2 separate regions of the Oryctolagus cuniculus genome follow, and region 1 is linked to region 2. A link is a contact called in public Hi-C data. All regions are on one chromosome and are shown on one strand. The core of a region is the stretch at or near the end of the contact, and the rest is flanking DNA. Distances in the headings are between cores, read along the strand shown. Region 1 has its middle 50 kb from the start of TRNAL-UAA. Region 2 holds the start of UTRN (utrophin).

What was found. Hi-C and Micro-C count contacts between places; a contact is called where the count stands out from the background.
Region 1: a Hi-C map of an unstated tissue shows a contact between it and region 2, with 1.6 times the contacts expected there. The contact joins the enhancer-like site here to the promoter of UTRN in region 2. A contact is called at or near these places in 3 of 6 Hi-C or Micro-C datasets (ear pinna, psoas muscle and an unstated tissue).

What each region holds. Positions count from the first base shown.
Region 1 is chr5:24,279,508-24,283,854 of mOryCun1.1, reverse strand. No RefSeq gene overlaps it. Among named protein-coding and RNA genes, the nearest start is that of TRNAL-UAA, 50 kb to the left of the region's middle. Within about 2 kb of position 3,049, at least 6 of the 8 cell types and tissues checked have an H3K27ac peak or open chromatin away from gene starts, as enhancers often do. A contact at or near this core is called in ear pinna, where this site is marked.
Region 2 is chr5:24,212,170-24,216,731 of mOryCun1.1, reverse strand. UTRN (utrophin) reads left to right here and starts at 1,678. Exons shown (of 73, transcript XM_070073468.1): 1 at 1,678-2,715. The coding sequence starts at 2,622.

The DNA.
Region 1 (4,347 bases), core at 1,800-4,299, 66 kb before region 2:
TCACTTTTACCTTCCTTGGACTCTGCCTTTCCCCTCCTTCCCCCTCCCCTCCCCTGATAGTCCTCTCCTCCTTGCTTCTGGCCCTCAGATTTCTCTTGGGAGCCTCATTTCCTCAGATCCAGCTTGGGTGTGTGTGTGTGTGTGTGTGTGTGTGTGTGTTCCTTCCACCCCTGCAGGTTAAATAGGTGCAAGGACTCCTAAAGTGTTAATGCTTCTGTGGAACCCCAGGGCCTTCTGTCTGAATCTGAATAAAACTCTTGAATTCAAGGAGAGAGATAAAGGGAATTCTGAGCATTTGGAAGTTATGATCGAGCTGACATGGATTTTTGTTCTTTCCTGTAGGGCACTTTCTGGACCTTTCCAATCATCCAAAGTGGCCTATTTGTGGCAGGCCCCCTGGGCACAGCAGCTGAAGAGTAGCTCCCCAAGCAGGTGGACCTAAGCCTCAGCCTCCCCCGCTGCCTGTTAAAACTGCAGACCTACTAAATCAGAATTTCTGGGGGATGGCAGCCAATCTGAATGTAAAACATGCTTCCCTCCCCTGTGATTCTTCAACTCACTAAATCGTGACAAAATCTGTCTTTATGTTATTTATTCTTCAAAAGATTCATATATTATTATGATTTGCTTGTTTCTTTAAGTCTATTAGAAACAATTTTATTTATAGCCATCTTAAACCTGCACAACAAGTATTAGATGTTTGACTGAAGAATTCAGCAGCAATGCTCAGTAAATGCTCTAGTTTTTATTATATACAAGCTATAGATTTATCTTTCTTGATATGGAAAGAGAAAAGGTAAATTCCCTAATCTTTCCTGCTCTCTTAACTGCTGCTGTATGGAGCTTTATTCATGGTCAACACCAAGGGAAAAGCTGAAAGAATGTCTGGATTTTTTATACATTGTACCTTTCTCCACATTTGTACTGTTTAATGAGAAACTACTTTTAAATACTCTTACACAACGTTTAGTAGGGAATCTCCTTGACTTTTGTAACAGATCACTTTCACTGTGCCTAAAACAGTATCTATGTGAATCACGCCTATGTGTTATAGTGTTTATATATACACACATGTATCTTTATATGTGAGCCTATGTATATGTTGCTCATATCATACTTCTTTCCTATGTCAAGGGCTTAACTTCCCATAGTGACAGCAATTCAATTTTCTTTAATTTTCACTGCTTTATGGTCACTGTAGAGCAATTCAGACTCTGGATTAATAGCATCTCAGAGAAATCCTGTCACTTCCGCCCAATTCTCTGCAGCAACATTTGTGGTGAGCAGACAAAAGTCCACTGAGCACAGTCATCATTGGCCCACACCTGCTGCAGGTGGATGTTGGCTGCTGGTTCACTGACAACTATCCCTTCCTTGTGGTGGCTTGTCTCCCCTGTCCCCACAGAGGCTCTGGGGACATATGGGAAGATGACACTGTCTGCTCTATGGAAATATACCTCTCATGGTCAAAATCTGCCATCAAATGTGGTTTCTGCACTGGACAAAGGAAGCAGGAGCAGGACTAGCTTGGAACCTCTTTGCTGTTCCATCAACAGAATTTTCTTTGGTTTCTTCAGCCACCACTTAGAAAGAGGGTCCATCTGCCTCATCGGAGAAGTGTGTGGGGCAAGACACTCCTGTGTCCTCCATGTCCCCTCGCCATAGCCCTTTGGGAAACCTGGCTATGCATCCTCTCAGAGGCTAAATACTCATACGTTATAGGATCCAAAACACCCATGTTTCTCAAAAATTGTCAGCTAAATAAGTAAACGAATATTCGAGTCCCATTTCACAATTTATGAAGTGCTTTACACTTACATCACTTTCAGTAACCAAATCCTTAACCACTCCTGTATGGCCTTATCATCTAGTTTAAAGAAGGCAATCTTAAGTTTCCATCAATTCAACCCGGAGACAGGGAGAGATGAGTTGTTTCTGTGGCTGCAGAATTATCAGCTGAAAGAACTTCCACCTCCCCCTACATGGGCAGGTGGTACTGGATCTGTTCCTTTCTTAGGGCACTTATCCTGGATGTTTCATATACTTCTTGCTTCCATGTCTTCTCCCACCTACTCCATGCTAAATTCTGTTAGGGCAAGATCTGGAGCAAATTTTCCTGATCATCCATGGCACCAGCAGGCATGGCAGGCAACAAATAGGTGTTTGTTAAATGAAGGGATAAAAGTAAATGAACAAATCATACCCATTTCAAAAGAATTTTTTTTTAATTTGACTTATATGAAGAAAGTTCCTGGAGGAAGTTAAGCCGGAAGCCTTGTATGGTAAGGCTGTTTGGAGACTTTCCACTTCCATAGCTCTTAGAGACTGGGGAGCCTTTTGCTTTATAACTAAGGAAAGGCTACCAACTCCTTTTTGAAAAGTTCATTTGATACCCCTAGCGGTTTATCTTTCCTGTCTCATAAATTAGCTGCCCAATATTAAGCCAAGAACAGGCCAGGGCTCCCTTGTCAATCATCCTTACCTCTGTTTATATGAAGTGTTTTGTCTTTCTCTTTCCAAGCAGGATGCACTTGTCCAAGAATCAAGGAACACGTTGGGGGAATGAAGTGCCATTGAGAAATGCACACACAGCACAACTGCCATACTTCTGACGTACTTTTTGGCCAACCCCTCAGGCTTGGAAACAGGTTGTAGAACAGAAGTGTCTATATGTGTACATTAGAAAAACAGAAACTAACGTCAGTGAAAACACTATTTGTACAAGGAATGAATATAAAACCAAATTTGGAGCCTTGATATTAAAAAAAAAAGGATGTTAAGAAAATTATGTAACGAAAAAAATCAACTAGGACCAAAAAGTCAGCAACATTAGCAAACTGCTTGGTGCGTTGAGGGACGTGGTGAGGGAGCAGATGGCAGGATTTATCTGTTAAAAAAATCACCCTAACTAGAGCCCGGGTTTGCCCGCGGGGCGTGACTCACACTTCTGGATCATCGGAATCAAGGGCATGGTGTTTGCGCGGGACACCCATTCTCGTGCTGGCTCCCGGCACTAACAGTTCGCTCCCGGAGCTGGATAAGGGCGCGCCGCCCCAGGCCAGAGGAGCGCGGGGCCAGGCAGCTGCGGGCGGGGAGGGCGCGCAGGGCCGGCGTTCATTGACCGGGCGCGCGGTCAGGTGACCCGCGGCGCCTCGTTCCCGCAGCGGTGCCCGTGGTGGCCGCCAAGGAGGGTCCCGAGCCGAACCCGGGAACAAAGTTGCTGGGCCGGCGGCGGCGGGGCGGAGGAGGGAGGGGCAGCCGGAGCGCTGGGGCGGCGCCGGCCTGGGGATCGGACCCGCCAGGCCTCCTCCTCGGGAGAGCGAAGCCCCGGGTGCCGGGACGCGAGCCCCTTCCCCGGGGGCGGCGGCACGCGGGCGCTCGGCCCGGCGCCCCACCCTCCGTTCTCTGCCTCTTGCGTTGCGCTCCAACAAAGGGGCAGGCCGGCGGCGGGGAGACGGCGGCGGAGGAGGAGCCGCGGGAGCTGCGAGCCTCGCTGGAGCACAAAGTTGTGGAGTCGCCTTTCCTCGGAGGAGGGGAGCAGGCAGCCGGGCGGGCCGCGGGCTTTCTCCCGCCGAGGGGCGAGGAGGGGCCTGTGGCTTCCGAAGCCGATTGGGGAAACTCGGGGATAGGCGCCCCCCTCCTTTGCGTCGTTTCTGCACACGGAAAACTGGAGCATTTGGCAAACTTGGTGCCTGCGCGCCTGCTCCAGGTTTGCGCTTGAACTGTTTTGTTTTTGTTTTTGGCGGAACTACCAGGCAGGAAGATTGCACAAGCCAGGGGCGTTTCCAATTGGGTCTTAAAATTTTTTTGTGTGTGTGTTTCGGATCTGGTGTGGTTCTCCACGTTTCATTAAGAAAAAAAGAACCGCGCCCCCCAAACTTATCCTTGCGCACACCCCCGCGGTGGCTCCGACCCAAACACGCCCCAGGGAGCCTCGGGACGCGGTGGAGGCGGCCGCCCGCGCGCACCAGGTAAGCGCATGCATTATTAAAGCGTCAGGTTGGGTAAAGTGACCACAGCCCGCTGGGAAAGGGGCGGGGAGGAGGTGGGACCCTCCTGCGGCTCTTCCGCCGCGGTTCCGCATCCCGAGCGCCTTCTCAAGTGTCAGGGCCGAGGATGTAACCAACTTGTGCTGCAGGCACTTTCCTCACAACCTCAGTTCAGTTCCCCGGTGCGGGAGAGAGACGCCAGAACTGTGGAGGAAGCTCCAGCCGGCAGGTCCTCGGACCCCACCTCCTGGGGCTCCGTCCGTGCTGTTGCTCCGTCTCCCGTCCCGCCGGGGCGCGAGGGTCGCGCGTCTGTGCAACGCTCGGTGCGGGGCGCTGGGCCAGTGATCTCCGAGAGGGG
Region 2 (4,562 bases), core at 429-2,928:
TCCCTGTGTCTGGATTGGAGTCCTGGCTCTGCCTCCTACTCTAGCTCCTTGCCAGTGTGCACTCTGGGAGGCAGAAGGTGGTTACTCAAGTACTTGGGTCCTTGCTGCCTACATGGGAGTCCTGGATTGAACTGTGGGCTACTGGCTTCAGTCTGTGCTAGTCTCAGCTGTGGTAGGTATTTAGGGATGAACCAGCAGATGGATGCTCTCCTCTCTGTTTGTCTTTCTCTGTGCCTTTCAAATAAGATGAAAATAAAAGCAATCAACAACAACAAACCAAAATGGTAAGCATAGAGTTACCATATGACCCAGAAATTTTACTACTGTATATGTGTATATGTCCAAAATAAATGCAAATGTACATCTTCATACATATTCATAGGTATCTTGTACACAGATGCTGCAAACAAGGTATTCATAATAGATAACAGGTGGAAACAACAAAAACGTCCATGACCTGATGAAAAAAACAAATAAAATGTGTTTATCTGCACAATGCACAATTATTCAGTCTTTGAAAGAAATTCAATACTGATACATTATACAACATGGAATCTTAAAAGCATGTTAAGTAAAGAAAACCAGTCAGGATCCAGCACTGTGGTGTAGTAGGCTAAGCCTCTGCCAGTGGTGCTGTCGTCCCATATGGGCACTGGTTCATGTCCTGGCTGTTCTTCCCATCCAGCTCTCTGCTATAGCCTGGGAAAACTATAGAACATGGCCCAAGTGCTTGGGCCCATGAACCCAAGTGGGAGACTCTGAAGAAACTCCAGGCTCCTGGCTTTGGATTGGCTCAGCTCTGGCCGTTGCGGCCATTTGGAGAGTGAACTAGTGGACGGAAGACCTTTTCTTTCTGTCTCTCCCTATGTCTGTAACTCTACTTCTCAAATAAATAAATAAAATCTTAAAAAAAGAGAAAAAAAAGTCAAAAATAACACATATTGTAGGATTTCATTTATATGAAATGTCCAAGATAGACAAATCTATAGAGACTATGAATAGATTTTAGTGGTTACCTTGGGCTGCAGGGTGGGGACAAGAAATGGAGAATGACTGCTTTTTGGGTGATGAATTGGTATAAAATTAGTTGTGGTGGTGGTTGCACAACTCTGAACATACTAATAATCATTGAGTTATACACTGTAGGTAGGTTAATTGTATACTCTATGAAATTTTTATCAATAAAACTGTTACAAAAAAATACTTGGGGTCGTGGTGTAGCAGATGAAAGTGCCACCTGCGATGTCTTGTCCCTGTTGCTCTACTTCCAATCCAGTTTCCTGCCAATGGCCTGGGAAAAGCAGTGAAGATGGCCCAAGTACTTGTGCCCCTCCTCCTCACTGGATGAAGTGCCTGGCTCCTGGCTTTAGCTTGGCCCAGCCCTGGCCATTGTGGCCATCTGGGAAGTGAATTAGAGGATGGATAATCTCTCTCTCTCTGTAACTCTTTCAAACAAATAAATACATATAAAAACAGAATTGGAGTTTGTGTGTGATATAATCTATGTCACTGTGCTTTTCAGCGTCTCTCTTCTCATAGCAAGACTGGAAGACTGGTGAGGTCACCACTCCCATTTTAAAGATATGGAGGTTGAGGCTTAGCTTGACTATTTTGCCAGAGCCAAACAGCTTCTAGTGTAGGGGAAGCACAAAGCTGAGTAGGAGGGAGGAGGGCAGGTAGTGACTATTTCTCTTTCATATACCTCAGCTAGTAGCAGGAAGAGAGGTGTCTTAATTCAAACTTGTGTGTGTCCTGGGAAGGATACATAGTCTGTGAAAATCTTTGCTAATATAAAGTAGAAAGTTCTTATTTCAAAGCATGCAAGAAAAAGAATTACAAAAAGAAAGAGGATTAGGAGAGCAGATGAGAAAATGCATCATGATTTTCCTATTTTGTGTATGTGTGTGGATAACGTGTATAAATGACAACAAAAGAGAGCAATTCAAATGCCAAAATAGAAGAGGCTGGGAAATCTGAGTTGAAATTGTTACCTCTTCTCTTATAATTCTGTGTGATTAATTTTTCCCCATAATAGCAATTTCTAAGAAATTAAAAGGAAATCCTATTGAATTTGTTTCCCGAAGGTGTGTGTGTGTGTATATATATATTTATATTAAAGTGAAGTAGTAAGTCCAATTTGTTCTTTGAAGTACAGTTAATGTGTAATCAAAGGGTTCAGCCCATTTGTATACCCAGGACAGGCACCTTCATTTATACACAATGTGAGTCAGGAGGTGGGTGGAGCGCCCCTTACCATCTGACACTGCCAAAACAGGAAGAAATGTTATAATCTCTCTGCAGTAGATCAGAAACAGTCAAAGGCGCTTAGTTGATAGGATTAAAAAAAAAAAAAAAAAAAAGAAAGAAACGCACACACACACACACACACACACAGACAACCTAAAGAGTTTTCACTGACTGCACAGTGTAACTTCCTGTCTGGTATTTAGAGGAGGTTGGGTTAGGTTTTGTCAGATCCTCTCATGGGAAAAATAAAACCCACCGAAAAAAAAAAAAAAAAAAAAAAACCCAACAGGACATCCCAGTGTGCAGTTCGCAGGCTGCTTTTGTTGTCAGCTTCCTCTGCATCGTTTTCCTCCTCATCTTAGCAAATGTAGGTGATGAGCCGCCCAGCAGCCACCACGTTTCGTTGGAAAAAGTGCAGATTTGATTTGAAAAGAGACATAGCTCTCCAAGCTTGCAAGCCATCCCCAGGTAAGTTTGTCTACAGCCGCATCCCAGCCAGTCTCTTTCTCTCAGCTTACTTTGTTAAAGGCAGGCCTGGCTGGTGAGGGCAAAGCCAGCTTGTTCTTCCTGACCCCATGTCTGCTGTGGACTCTGGATAGTGGAGACCAATACTGTCGGCTTCATAGTTCTCATGCAAGGTGATCATTTGCCAGGGCTGTTGGCTTTGGAAAAAGAATTCAAGAAACCCCAAGTTTGTTGTGGCAAATGTGCTTTGCTTTGCTTTGCTTCCCTGTGTTTTCCAAAACAACTTGTGCTTTGTTGACTGTTGTCTGTCCTGTAGAAAAAAAGTCTCCTCCATGGTGTTGAGTATGGATAGATCGTATCTCATACTGTAGCTTATTTACTCTGTTGGCTAAAAACAGCATTCTGCTTTTTCGAACAGTTGAGAGGTGAGAAAGGGAGAATTGGAGAGCTGGACTTGTGGGGGCAATATAAATGAAGGGGTATTTAATGCTGCCTTGTCCAGGGGAGATACAAATTCAGAACATCATAAAGGGATGTAACCATGTGCTTTAGTCTCATTGGCGTTAATGTCCAGGGCAGCTGTCTTTCTGATCAGCTCGCATATCTGTATCACACTTAACATTTATCTGTAGATATGCATGTATTTGCTGTCTGAGCTTTCAAAGAAAACTCCCCGAGTGATGTATTCGCATGCACGTTGTCACTAGGGAGCAACTTTGGGGCTGATTAGAGTTTTTAAAGCATGTTCTCTCTGTTGGCATCACCCTTTTTCAGTATTTTCCTTTGTTGCTGCAGATGCATAAGGTGGTAAGTGCTTGTCAGCACTGACTGTTGGAGCACATTTAAACCGAAACGGCTAGAGCAGCCCATATTTTCTTAGTAAACCGCTTGGTTTCTTGGCCAAGTGGAATCATTGAGTGTGCCACAGCTGTCTTCGTCAGTTACTGCTTTTCTCTCCTACTTAACTGTGTGGTCTCAACACAAAATCAAAACCCTTTTCAGGGACCTCAGTGAAAGCCTTATGCATGTGTAGGAGCAGCAGCGGCAGCATTGTGGCCTTTCAAAGATTTCCCTGGATTCCCACTTCATCTGCTTTCTTCCCCTGGCTTACTAGTCTCTGTAGCCTGCTGGTCTTTGACTGTCTTGAGTCAAAGGGCCTGGGGCAGCTGTAGTAGTTGAAATCACGAGACAATTTAAAAGAAAAATACAGACAAATATTAAAATAGGAAGCAGTCTTTTAAATGAGTAGACTACGGCTTTAAATATATTTAAATGCTTGTTGGTTGAGTTCAAGTCTATTTAGATGCATTCTTTTCCGCCCTCTGACCAGTCAAAAGGCTTTCAGAAAATAGAAGGCATTTTTTTTAAACTAAAAAAATATTTCCAGGCATGTTATTTTAATGAAAATGGAAAATCCACTGTGCACATTATCAAAGTCTGGGAGCACCCAGACTCTTCTCATTGGTTGCTATTCAACAGCATTTTTTTTTTTTCTTGTGTCTGTCGTCTAGGCTTCTTTAGTGATCTTGTGAGAAGATGCTAAAACTCATGTTGAACATAATATTTTCAACAAATATTAATAATATTCCATCTGAAGGATGCGCAAGTTAAAAAAAAAACAGCAAATCCTTGAAAATGTGAAATGAAAAAGTAGTTAGAGGCATTCTGTGATATCTATTAATGCCTAAACGTTTGATGTCTGGAAGTTTCTGCAGCTCAGGAAACCACTTCTGGGAGGCACTGCTTGTCTTGCCACCCTTCCTGCATTGTGTTGGCTGGCGGGACTCTAGGTCAGCCGTTTCCTTTCTCGATGGTTGAAAGATTCACAAGCTTGGCCTCCATTAGCGTCA